3 separate regions of the Mus musculus genome follow, and all the other regions are linked to region 3. A link is a contact called in public Hi-C and promoter capture Hi-C data. All regions are on one chromosome and are shown on one strand. Each heading gives the region's core, a stretch centred on a gene start, on an enhancer-like site or on the middle of the called end of the contact. The rest is flanking DNA. Distances are from core to core; before and after follow the strand shown. Region 1 holds the start of N6amt1 (N-6 adenine-specific DNA methyltransferase 1 (putative)). Region 2 holds the start of Cct8 (chaperonin containing Tcp1, subunit 8 (theta)). Region 3 holds the start of Cfap298 (cilia and flagella associate protien 298).

What was found. Promoter capture Hi-C pulls out the DNA fragments that hold promoters and counts their contacts. A called contact is a pair of places that touch in the nucleus more often than the background predicts.
Region 1: a contact with region 3 is called in a promoter capture Hi-C map of pre-B cells. The contact joins the promoter of N6amt1 here to the promoter of Cfap298 in region 3.
Region 2: a contact with region 3 is called in a Hi-C map of regulatory T cells, with 8 times the contacts expected there. The contact joins the promoter of Cct8 here to the promoter of Cfap298 in region 3. A contact is called at or near these places in 2 of 484 Hi-C or Micro-C datasets (cortical neurons and regulatory T cells).

Annotation. Positions count from the first base shown.
Region 1 is chr16:87,352,693-87,356,812 of GRCm38.p6, forward strand. N6amt1 (N-6 adenine-specific DNA methyltransferase 1 (putative)) reads left to right here and starts at 1,493. Exons shown (of 6, transcript NM_026366.2): 1 at 1,493-1,694; 2 at 3,486-3,572. The coding sequence starts at 1,561.
Region 2 is chr16:87,493,606-87,497,626 of GRCm38.p6, forward strand. Cct8 (chaperonin containing Tcp1, subunit 8 (theta)) reads right to left here and starts at 2,264. Exons shown (of 15, transcript NM_009840.3): 1 at 2,124-2,264; 2 at 732-822; 3 at 102-181. The coding sequence starts at 2,183. It overlaps B130034C11Rik (RIKEN cDNA B130034C11 gene), which reads left to right and starts at 2,468. Exons shown (of 3, transcript NR_040375.1): 1 at 2,468-2,704.
Region 3 is chr16:90,932,272-90,936,406 of GRCm38.p6, forward strand. It overlaps Cfap298 (cilia and flagella associate protien 298), which reads right to left and starts at 2,578. Exons shown (of 7, transcript NM_026502.2): 1 at 2,311-2,578. The coding sequence starts at 2,449. It overlaps Synj1 (synaptojanin 1), which reads right to left. Exons shown (of 32, transcript NM_001164483.1): 32 at 3,826-4,135.

The DNA.
Region 1 (4,120 bases), core at 243-2,742, 3.6 Mb before region 3:
TGATGGGGCACTATCCAGAGAAACTGAACCGTATGTCCACTAACAGATCTCCCACCAGGAACTGTGTGTACAGCAGTGGGAGAACACTAAGGATGTCAGTCTCAAGAATTGCAACAGACAAACCTGGAGCAAAGTCAACCTTCACATACATAAAAACAAATCCTCTGGGAAACAACTGAGAAAGAACGGCTATTTCATTTCATTGCTTGTATGCCAAAGACATTTTAAGGATGCATGTGAAAATAACAAATTCTCGCGGCACATGACACTCTAAAAAAATATTTCCGTATTATATTTAGATGTTTGTGCATGTGTGCACATGTATGCTGCCATACCCTTGGAGGTCTGAGAACTCTAAGAATAGGTTTTCTCCTTCCACTGTGTGAGTCTCAGGGACCTGCTCCATGTGCTCAGGTTTGGCAGCACCTACCTGCCTTTTACCAGCAGAGCTTTCTTGCCATTTTCAAGTCTGTATTTGTGATGCCGCCAGAGAACAGAAGATTTAACTCCCAGGAACTGGAGTTACTCTGTTTGTGAACCACCTGCTGTGGGTACTGGGGACCAAATTCTAGTCCTCAATAATAGCCTTATTCCAGAACCATCTCTCCAGCCCCTTACATTTTTTTAAAGACTATGATTTTCTGTATGTTATTTTTTTGCCTGTATGTATGGGCACAACAGTGACACTGACGCAGGAAGAGCAACAACCTGGAGCTGGGGTTATAGGGAGTTGTGAGCCACCAAACAAAGGTGCAGGAAACCAAACTTTTGTCTTCTTCAAGTGCAGTACAAGGTCTCAACCCCTGAGCACTTCCCCAGCCCTCCAAACCATTGTCTCTGTTTTGTTTCATTGTTTTTCGGAGACTGGATTTCTTTATGTAGCCCTGGCTGTCCTGGAACTCTCTTTGTAGAACAAGCAGAGATCTGCCTGCCTCGGTCTCCAGAGTGCTGGGATTAAAGGCAAGAGCCACCACAGCCCAGCCCAAACTATAATTTCAATGAATGAAAGTGTTATCCATGTATAATATTGTCAAATACAAAATAAAAATTAAAAGTCATAAAAGCTGGGCATGGTGCCACAGCTTTTATAGTCCCAGCACTCAGGAGACAGAGGCAGGTGGAGGATCACTATGAGTTCCTGGCCAGACTGGCCTACATAGTAAATTCCAAGACAGTGAGAATCTGTATAACAAAATTAAGCAAATAAAAGTAGTCATAATCTTATAGATGGGTATTTACATTTCAGTTGCTTAAAAAACAATAAATTTTGTAAACACTATTTTTGCAAGTGCTTACAAGTTTAAAAGGGAAGAAACTTTCCAAATGTCATTAGAATAAAGCAGTCACCTTAGTACAAAATAACTGACGATGCTCAATATTAGGGTAGCCGATAAAAGTAAGCACAAGTTGAAAACGGATGTTAGAGGTTGCTTAAAAGTTCCAGAGAGCCCAACAAGCTCTTTCACCCCAAACGCCACCCAGTGTAAGACAAAAGCGCATGCGCAGCAAGCCTGACGCGTGCGTACTCAACGCCCGCCCATAGGAAGCGGAAGGGAAAAGATGGCGGCGCCGAGTGTCCCCACGCCGTTGTACGGGCACGTGGGTCGCGGAGCCTTCCGCGACGTGTACGAGCCAGCGGAGGACACGTTCCTGTTACTGGACGCGCTCGAGGCGGCGGCGGCCGAGCTAGCAGGGTGCGAGGAGGGTGCGCGCCTCAGGGGGAGAGAACGGGGTGGCCGGGAGGCGGAAGCCGGAACTTGCCGCCCTCCTCCGGAAGTGGTGGGCCGGCCTACTTTCTGGTGATTGACAGCAGAGAGGGGTAAAGGAGGCGTGTCCGGCGGGCTGGGGTTAGAGCATCGCTCAGATGTTCCTGCGGCTTCAAGGTCACCCTGCCCTGCCTTTTAGCTGTTAATCTGAAGAATGTAAACGCGCCTCTGAGGAGCAGCCGGAGTTTAGCAACCAGAAGCAAGATGTCCCAAAACTTTCCTAATTTTCTATTTTAATTTTTTTAAGTGAATATGTAAAACTCGCCTTAGTGCAAGAATAACATCCTCTAGCAAAGGAAGAACACATAAGGATCAGTGAACTATTAAATTCACTCAACCTAGTCAAGGAACAACCACTAGCCGTCTGAGCACTTAAAGTGTTATTGCAACTGGGATTTTTTTGTTTTGTTTTGTTTTTTAATTGAACTGTTAGAATTTTAGTTGCATGTGGTTAGAACTATTAGGGAAGGTTTAAATAGTCACGTGCCTCCGCCGGTAGGATTTTCACTAGCCTGATTTGTTGAAGGATTGGCCATAGCTTTAATTGACATAAATAGTAAATGCCCACATGTTAACTTTTCTGAGAAAAGAATTTGAGCTGAGAACGGGAAAGATGGCTCAGCTGGTAAAGGCACTCGCTGTCAAGCCTGCAGACCTGAGTTCCGGCCTCAGAAACTACTACAGGTTGTTCTTGGAGGTTCAGTTACAATGCTGAGGACCATTCTGCACACATACATATAATCACTCTAATAAAATAGTTTGCCGAAAGAATATGGGTCATTAACTTAATGGCCAAGATTCCTACTGGGTGTCTCCAGAACGAAATAGCCATCATGTTTATTTATATTGTCACTTTTTTTCTGCCTATAAAACCAGTCTTTCTTCATAGATGGTGGAGCATTTTGAGCTACTGGAATATCTCGTGGAGCACTGAATTGTAACTTGAATGCTCAAAACAGCTCAGAAAAATTTACAGCTACAAATTGCATTGCTTCGTATGCTGTAATAGAGCTGACCTTGTTACAAAGGCTAGGAATTCTAGTTATTTTTGAGACCGTAATGATTATTTCCATAAAGAAGGCACCTGGTAAGATTCACAGACTTTACTATGACCCACTAGTGGCTTGCGTGTCCTGTTATGTGGGTCACATAGATATGTGGCTGATTCTAAAGGTAAAAAGGAAATACTGTAACTTCTTCTTGAGTTGTTTGAACAGTTAAGTGACAGAAAAATCTTGTAAATGTCATCAGGCCAATCAGTCATGGAAATTAAGTAGTGCTTTTGACACACTGATAGTGATCAAAGGAAATACATTTATTGGAAAGTTATATAAGATTTTTAAATTTAGAAAGCTAAGATTATTGGCATTCTAAGATCAGACACTGAAGTACTTGCCCAACACAGTACTCTCGTAGGGAGAGAGGTCTTTGTTATTCATGTATCTAGGTAGATGGAAGGCTTTTAGCAAACCCTAGGATATGCTGCTGGGTTTATTTAAGTACTTCAATTTAAATACTGTACACACCTAAACTATTAGCATGCTTGAGCTATGAAATAATAAGCACTAAGTAGTTGCCAGAAATGGTAAATCCCTTTTATTCCCACATATTTGCAAGTGAGTGATGGTGCTGGGGAAATACATTATATGGCATGAGAGTTGTCTTCCATGAAGAATTATCTTCATAAGAAGGAACTAAATACTTTGTTTTTGTTGTTAGAGTGGAAATATGCCTTGAAGTAGGAGCAGGATCTGGTGTGGTGTCTGCATTCCTGGCCTCCATGATAGGTCCTCGGGCCTTATACATGTGAGTATGTGATGTTCCTCCACCCCTCCTGGGTCTCTGTGACTGCAGCAGCTCAAGTGGAACATTTTAAATAGACAATACGTCTCTGATAGTGAGGACTCAAGTCACAGCTTATGCTGGCCCCCAGCTGTAGCCTCCCGTTCACTCCTTCGTGCTGTGTGATTTTAGAAGCAACACAACTTTATGCTATCTCTACTTTTAATCGTTCTCAGGTAAACAGTTTGTCTGTTGTAAAATAGGTGCAAAGTTGAATGTCCTTGCAGAGAACTTGAGAATACAAAAGCCAGGAGGAAACAGCAGAAGATTTTACCATACGTGGGACAAATGTGTTTCTTGCAGCTCGTTACCGCCTATGTCGTTTGTGTGGCAGTGTCCGGGCAGCGATCTCTTTCCCTTTTCATTTGCTGGCCGTTTCAGATGAGTGTGGGCAGATTTTTCAGCAATGCTTGCCTTTGTTATAACAAGCCTTTGCTTGCTTTTTCTTTGCCATTATGAAAACATTCTGGATTTTTTTTTCCCAACACCATGTTCGAGTTAAGAAAGCATTC
Region 2 (4,021 bases), core at 1,014-3,513, 3.4 Mb before region 3:
CAATAAAGTGGAGGAAGAAACAGCCTTTCGTCCTCTAGATTGAATACAGTTTCACCTATGTCAGAGTCATGGGTTTTTGATGGTTTTGAAACAAAACTTACTTCTAGCTCTCTTAAAATAGTCGCTGCATCGTTTGTCACAAACAACTTCTCCAGGCGATTGATGACCATTTTATTCATTCCTTAAAAGTAGTTGCAAAGAAAAAAAAAAAGGTTCCATTATTATTCAAATATTCTGCAAACAACCCAGGAAAACTCCGGCAAGAAGCCGTACTGATGTTTAGCCCCAGAACACACCATCTGTTTAGATCAGCATCATAGCCCCATGGGCTTCCCTGACTAAACACCAACATGCTTAGCATGTAAGACGTGCTTAATAAACAGGAATTAACACTAAAATCAATATGCTTAGAAACACATTTGGTTTCTTCCGTAATCTCTTTGTGTGCATCTCTAATTCAACTGGTGGTTAAAGGGAAGGAAGAGCTTCCTGATGCCGTGCTGTTTTCTGCAGACTGCTGAGCCTTTCCACAATAGTACTGGCCACTAGTGAGGATGCTGGACTTCCCTAGGACCTAACAGGGTAACAGCATCGTTTCCAATTTCTCTTTTCCCAGAAAGCTGCATTCCTGACTGAAAGTGAGAGGCACATCAATGCCACCGACCATAAAACACGTGAGGCCCGCTCTCTACGCTAACAGTCACACCACACAGCCTGAACTTGGTCATTACCATTTGGTCCGTACGCTGTGCGAGTAGTCTGAGCAAGCTCCTTGCAGGCCTGTATATTTCTATACACAGCCTCTTCTAATCCCGAGAAATGCTGAAAAAGAAAATGTCTGCTTAGGCATGATAACCAAGTTAAGAGTTTTCTACCGCAGGATACCTCTGTTGAGTATGCTTCTAAGAAACAGCCAGGATCACACAGGCAGTCATCAGACAGCCTCAGTTTCCCCCACTGGGCCTGGCTCTCTTTCCTATCTGTAAACTAATGGGATAATCAATAGCTCCTACTTGGCAGATTATTACTCACCTAGCTAAATAACAACTATTCTTCCTTCTGCCTTTTCCAGGGATTGAACACAAGAAAGCAATCTACCATTAAACTACAATCCCAGCCTACTAGTACTAGCTTTTAACCTAAATTTGGGGGATGGGGGTACTTTAAAAAAACTTGTCTTCACTATAGCCTCCATCAGTACCGATTTACACAAAGTATCTCTGTGCTGAAATGCTAGCCTGTGACAGAAATCCTTTAAATGTATCATGTCCTCAGCCAGAGTGATGGAGGAAAAGATGGAAACTGGAAGCTGTTGCTACCCCTCAAAAGGTTAACAGTGTCATTTGCAGAACTTACTAACTTACATTAAGCCCTGACATCCATTCAGTATGCCAGTTATCACTACAAAGGGGACACCACCTCTCTGTACTGCTAAGAATCCGCTATTTCTACAACTTGTAAAAATATGAAAGACAAAACAAACGTTATCTGGCAGCTTGGGGAACTCAGGACAAATCGCTCCATAAGCAATGTGACCGCTTTAAAAAAAAAAAAAAAATCACTCCTGAAACTACGGCCTATTCGATCTGGGGTGGGGCTTCATTTATCCTGTAGGCTACGACATCGGACAGTCAGAGTGAAAAGACAGTTAACAGCCTTCGGCCCGGTCTCAACTCAGAAAAGGTAAAGGAAACAGAACGTCCAGAGGAGAGTTTTCAGTAGAGCAGTGGGGATCGGACGTGTCTGGAAGGAAGCAACCAAGGGCAGGCCCAGGAGTGACCATGCCGGACTCGTGTCATCTCCATCCTACAATCCCCGGCCCTCCAACCACCCGTTACCAATTCCGTCCAAGTTCATTAACGCATCGCCAGCTCGCGTTAAGGGCGGCGCCCGTGGGCTCCATGCCGCAGACAGGGGCGTGGGGAGCTGGGATGCAAACCCGAAGCCGCCGGGGGAATAACAGAAATGCCCACCAGTTCCAGCGAGCCGGCATCCAGAGCACGCTTCCCTTTCTAGAACCTTCTCCATCCCGATCGCGGCGCGGCCGCCCGCCCGCAGGCCTGTCGCGGTCGCCACAGGCGCAGACCCACCCTCCCACCGTACAGTCCCTCCACGCCACCTACTTTGGCTCCATCCTTGAGCATCTGGGCAAAGCCCGGGGCCTTGGGGACGTGAAGCGCCATGGCTCGGCCGCAGTCCACCGCTCACGCGCTCGCTCCGAGACGCCGAGGAAGCAAGGGGCGCCGCGCACTGCCTGCTGGGAATGGGCCTCGGCGCCGCCTCGCGTCCCCCTACTTCCGGTCGCCCCGCCCCTTCAACCTGCAGCGTCTCTGAAATATCGCGAGAACCAGAGGTTCCAGCAGACAGACCTGATCTGCCGATTCCCGATCAAAGCGGACGATCAGGCCGAACCCAGAGCGTGCATGCTCCCTTCGTGTCCCTTGTCCTAAGTTAATGAGTAAACTTTGGTTAGGACGTTTGGCTTGTGATATTTCGGTGGCGGACACCCAACGTCTTATCCTTCACTTAAACTTAATCCTGCAGACCCAGCACCGGGGCAGGTTAGCCTTTTCTTCTCCAAGCTCACCCGCCCTCGCCCCTATAAACTACCAATGGACATCCTCTGTGTTGGTCACTGGGAAGCACTGAAGGCTCGAAGGTGATCTTTGAAATAGCATGGAGGATTGCAACGCGTGGACTGCACGTGCGTAGCAGAGCTAAGCGGTTTGCTTAAGTGCAGTTATCTTTGTTATTGGTCAAATTTAAGAATGAATATTAATCTCCATTTTATGGAAGGGAAGTTGATAACCACAATTCAGTGGTACGCAGAGGTCACCAGGCCAATAGATATTACAGCGACGATTTCTACCCTAGATGGGCAGATTACAAAGTGGGAATAGTTAACCACTTTATCTATATCTATATATCTATATAGATATTCTCTACTCCCCCAGAATCTTTTTCACAAACATTTCTATGTAAATAGAATAACTTCATAGAGAAAGTAAAACACTCTTACAATAAAAAAATACAAAAAAATGGAAGCATCTCCTGCCCTTGCAGAAAAATATGAAACGCTTTGGTGAGTCGTTGGACATAGAGAAATTAAGATTTTCTTTACATTGGGACAGACTCATAATTGCAACCGTACTATCAACTGCAATTTTTTTTTCTATTAAACATTTTAAATATGTAACCATGGGACTGAAGGAGCTGAAGGGGTTTGGAGCCCCATGGAGGGAGCAACAGTGTCAACAGGCCAGTTCCCCTAGAGCTCCCAGGGACAGGACAACCAACCAAAGACTAAACATGGAGCAACCCATGGCACTGGCCACATATGTGGCAGAGGATGGCCTTGTTGTACATCAGTGGGAAGAGAGGCCCTCAGGCCTTAGGGTGTTCAATGCACCATTTGTAGGGAAATGCCAGGGTGGGAGGATGGGAGTGGGTGGGTGGGGGAGCACCCTCATGGAGGCAGGAGGAGTGGGGATGGGATAGGGGGTTTCCGAAGGGGAGACCTGAAAAGTGGAAAACATTTGAAATGTAAATAAAGAAAATATCCAAGAAAAAGAAAAGAAAAGAAAAAGGAAAAAAAAATGTAACCATGAAAATACTTTCTTGTCACCGAACACAAGGTAAGTGAGCCAATTATATTGGAAGACAGAGCAAACGTTCAGTGGTTCTCAAAGATTGGTTTTGACACCTCCGAGGCTCTCCAACGCCCTTTCAGGGCCCATGACTACGCAAGTGTTTTCATAGTAATACAGAGCTGTCTCCTCTTCCTGTGGGGAGCTGTGAAGGCCTGCTGGGTGTTCAGTATGTCACAGTATGAATGTGAAAAGCACAAGGAGCCACTTACACTCTTTGTCGTCCACTAAGCCACATATAAAATATTTGGGGAAAAAATTGAGAATATCAGTCCTCAAGAGAGACATTTTCAATAATGTTATGTTAGCCTTCAGTGTTCACTGCTATATTTTTATATTAATGTTAAATAGTTTGATTTATAATATTAACAATC
Region 3 (4,135 bases), core at 1,328-3,827:
TTGTTTTCTTTCTTCTTCACAGCTACAGAAAGCTACTGAAGACGGAATTGGTATGAGGACCATGGCACATCATGACAGACCTAACCATTGGAACTCTGTGCTGGAAAAGCCACGGAGCCCTCAGCACTCACTGGGCCATTGGAGGAGCTCCAAGGCAGAGAGCAGGGCAGATGATGCAGGTTTGCCTGTGAACGTCAAGAGGGAAATCAAGACTCTACCTGGGCCATTCGTGTGGTATTTTGTATTAAGAATCTTCCCACATTTAATCCCAGCACTTGGGACACAGAGGCAGGCAGATCTCTGAGTTCAACCCACCCACCCCGTTGGTTCTGCTCAGCCAGAGCTGTAAGACCAGACCAGAACCACTGCAGTGTGAAACCCTTGCCAGGGCTGAGATCAGCTGTGACTAAGAAAATAACAATATCGTTAAGACAAAAACCTTCTGGGATAAGCTTCCTGAGGGTCAACGGACAGAGCTGTTGTCTAGAGGGGGCCAAAGCCCGCTCATGCCTGCAGCCAAACTTGGCCAAGTGTATGCACCTTCCAGATGGTACTGATTGTGAGGGCATGAAGAGTCATGGAGAACAGTAGAGGCTGGGCATAGGAAGAGGCCAGGTCAAACTTCAGTTTCAGGGAAACCCCAGGATTGAAAGGATCATGGAGAGAGGCTGAGGCCTGGCATCATGATGCAGGGTGAGAGAGCCCAAAGAGAGGCCAAGAGGCAATCGGTGCCATTGGTAAGGGGAAGCCTGCGGTTCCGGCAGTTTGGAAATGCCAACACCATGGGATGACCACCAAGGACAGCAGCAGCTACGGAGTGGAGCCAGCCTCAGCCTGTGAGATGTGTTCTGTGGGCCCTGCAGAGCAGAGGGAGCGGAGAAGACCCTGAGTCCCGCACCTCTGACAGCGAGCTTCACAGGGCTGCACTTCAGTTCTCCTTCCAGTGCGAGTGCGCTCATGGTCTTCCCTCTTGGAGTGAGATTAGGTCTTTTTACAGGTGCCCGGTAATGGATATTACAGAGAGGTTTGAACTTTGAAAGAGACTGCATTTTTAAAGTGAAAAAATTTAAAAGCCTGTGGAACTTCTGAAAGTTGGAATTTGTTTTATATTGAGATATCCATATTAATAAGGTCTTGGGGATAAACAAAAAGGAGAGGGTTATGGTTTCATGGTGATATGTCGATTGGTGTTGACAAGGAAGCAATTGGTTCTGCTTGGCTTTTGTTGACCTGGCATGAACATAGACGTATCTAGGAAGAAGGAACCTCAACTGAGAAAATGTCTATTTCAGACTGTTTGTAGGCAAGTCTGTAGGTAAGGCATTTTCTCAATGACAGTAAGGGGGGGGGGGGTAGCACTCTCCGGGTGGTATCACCCCTAGGCAAGTGGTCCTGGGTGGTATGAGAAAGCAGGCTGAGCAAGTCGTGAGGCGCAGGCCAGGGGCAGTGATCCTCCATGGTATTTGCTTCAGTGCCTACCTCTGTGTAGATTCACCCATGCAATTCTTGTTTTTTTTTTTTTTTTTTTTTTTTTTTTGAGACAGGGTTTCTCTGTATAGCCCTGGCTGTCCTGGAACTCACTTTGTAGACCAGGCTGGCCTCGAACTCAGAAATCCGCCTCTCTCTGCCTCCCAAGTGCTGGGATTAAAGGCGTGCGCCACCACCGCCTGGCTCACCCATGCAGTTCTTACATGCTGCCCCACACTTTCGGTTTATGATGTTAAAGACCCGGAGGTTCCCCCCACCCCCTAAATGTTTTACTTTTAATATGTCATTTAATATTGAGCCTTCTTTGAAAGCAGTTAAGTTTGATTATATATATAAAACGGGTCTTAAGGCGTTCTCTATAATGTAAAAATCATGTGTTTCCTAGGAGACAGAAAACAACACCAAGGCTCTCCCGGTGAGAACTTTCATGGGCGGCTTCAAAGCGAAGAGACTCAAGGGCCAGGGCTTTTAGCGTCTCAAACTGTCCCCCTTCCCTGCAGCCACCACTCACTCCACCCTCACCCTTGACAACTCCCACCGTCCCCGATCCCTCAGCTCCGTCCCGCCACCTTTCGACCCAGTACGTTCGCACTTCCCGGAAGCCCAAATCCCGGCTTAGCTCAGCCTCACTTGGCATCCCGGCTGCTCTCCTCCGAGTCGGCGGTTGGCTGGCGAGCCTGGGTTTCCTCCAGCCGTTGGTCTTTCATCCCCGGTCAACCCTGATGCTCCTTTCCCACCCCGGGCTACGGCAAATCTCCCCAAATCCTCGCGACCCCGGGCGCTGCCCCCTGACCCCGAAGCCGCCGGCCTCCCTTTCCGCACCTGAGCAGAGCCGGTGCACCTTCAGCCGCCCGTTGTAGACGCGGGCCACCTGCGCCGTGAGCTCTTCCAGCTCCGTGCTCCCGGGCGCCTGCAGTAAGAACTGGCTCTCGTCGCCTCTCTTCACGTGCAGCACAACCATGGCTGCGCCAGAGGCGCCGCCGAGGTGGCAAGGCTGCGGGGCAGGGACCACGAGGCCCGAGCCGGGTCGGCCGGACCCACACCAGCCTGAGATTAACCGCTGCTCCGAGGAGGAACCGTGGAACGCGGCTCACGCTTCAGCCCGGAGGGATGAAGAAAACGGCGCACGCTCGCGGAAGTGGCTGTTGCCAGGGGCAACAGTCAAACATTGAGCTCGTGCCCAGTTAGAACTCGCGCCTGGAAGGCCGGAGGCGCTGAAGAACAGGTTGTGCGGGCCGCACAGTCGCCGCTCCCGGAAGTAGCTGTTGCCCGGGCAACCAAAACCCAAACTAACAGCTAGAGGCCTGTGCGGACGGTCCGGGGACTCGGGAGATGTCCGCTGGAGGAGCATGGCGACTCCTGGATTAAGAATGAGAGCGAGCGCTGGGCACTATGGGAGCATAGCCGCCGCCAAACTCAGACTGGTTTCGCGCAGGCACGGATCGCTTCCGGAAATGCCTTCTGCTTTGGGTCTCCGGTCAAAAAGTGGGGAGCGCTGCTGCTGTGCAGAGCTCATTTAGTTCCACAGCTGTCTATCGCCCGTCCCATGGAGTCTCGGTCCCCCACAATCTCAGATAGGGCAAGCGGGCGCAGCGCTGTTCTTCCAGGGCGCTCAGACACAGCTGAGGATCCCATTTTAGTGTTATAAAGAGAAAACAAATGGATGGAAGAAAATCAAATAGAGGAGTAAAGAAAATTAGCAAAGAAAATTAACCTGTGCTTTGAAATGATCTCAAACTCATAGTTTCGCTAAATGGTGAGGGTTTTTTGTTTGTTTGTGGTGATGGCACATTAAATTTTTTACTTGCCAATGGAAATTCCTGGAAAGAAGCTGTGTAATAAAAACAGCAGTGATGTGGAGAGGCTGTGAATCTGCGGGTCCAGACTGATTACCTTGTCTCTGTTAGCTATAGCTCCTAGAACAGACGTCCATTGCCCTCCTATGGGTCAGAAATAACTTGCATATAGGCTCTGAAATCTATAAACGTAGCTTTCACTAACCCAAAAGTTAAGAATATCGTCAAATAGCATCTGGTAACTAAAGAAAAACTTCGTCTTACTGTATATGCCTCTCTGGCATTTCCACCAATGTATTTTAAACTTGCCATGACTTACGACTTTGTCTTAGAGAGCTACAAAACTTTGTGAACATGGAATTTGGGGTAACCCAAATCTGTCATGGTCATTCATTCAAATTTGGCTTCAGAATAAACTACCTCTTATTCCCTGCATGTATTATGTGCACACACACACACACACACACACACACGAATGTGGGAGTGCACACATGCATAGAGAGAAAAAAAAACCTCTTCCCTTTTGAGTAAAGAAGTCAGCTGGTGATAAAGACATATTTATTTCATATGACAGCACATCTCACAAGATATGTACAGAATGTATACCAGCAACTTTAATACTGTACTTCTATAAAGTATATAGTTATAAATACTGTATGCCACATAAGCGATAAACCTCTTACATACATATAAACAGCAATCTACTAGAGAGAACAGAGACTCACAGAGATTCTTAGTGTCTGTTTTCTGCTTTGACCAGACCTGGCAAATACACACGATGTCGAGTTCTTTGTAGCAAACTTTAACTTGCTTTGTGCGTTTCAGCAGCTACCAGACTTCCTGACAAGGCA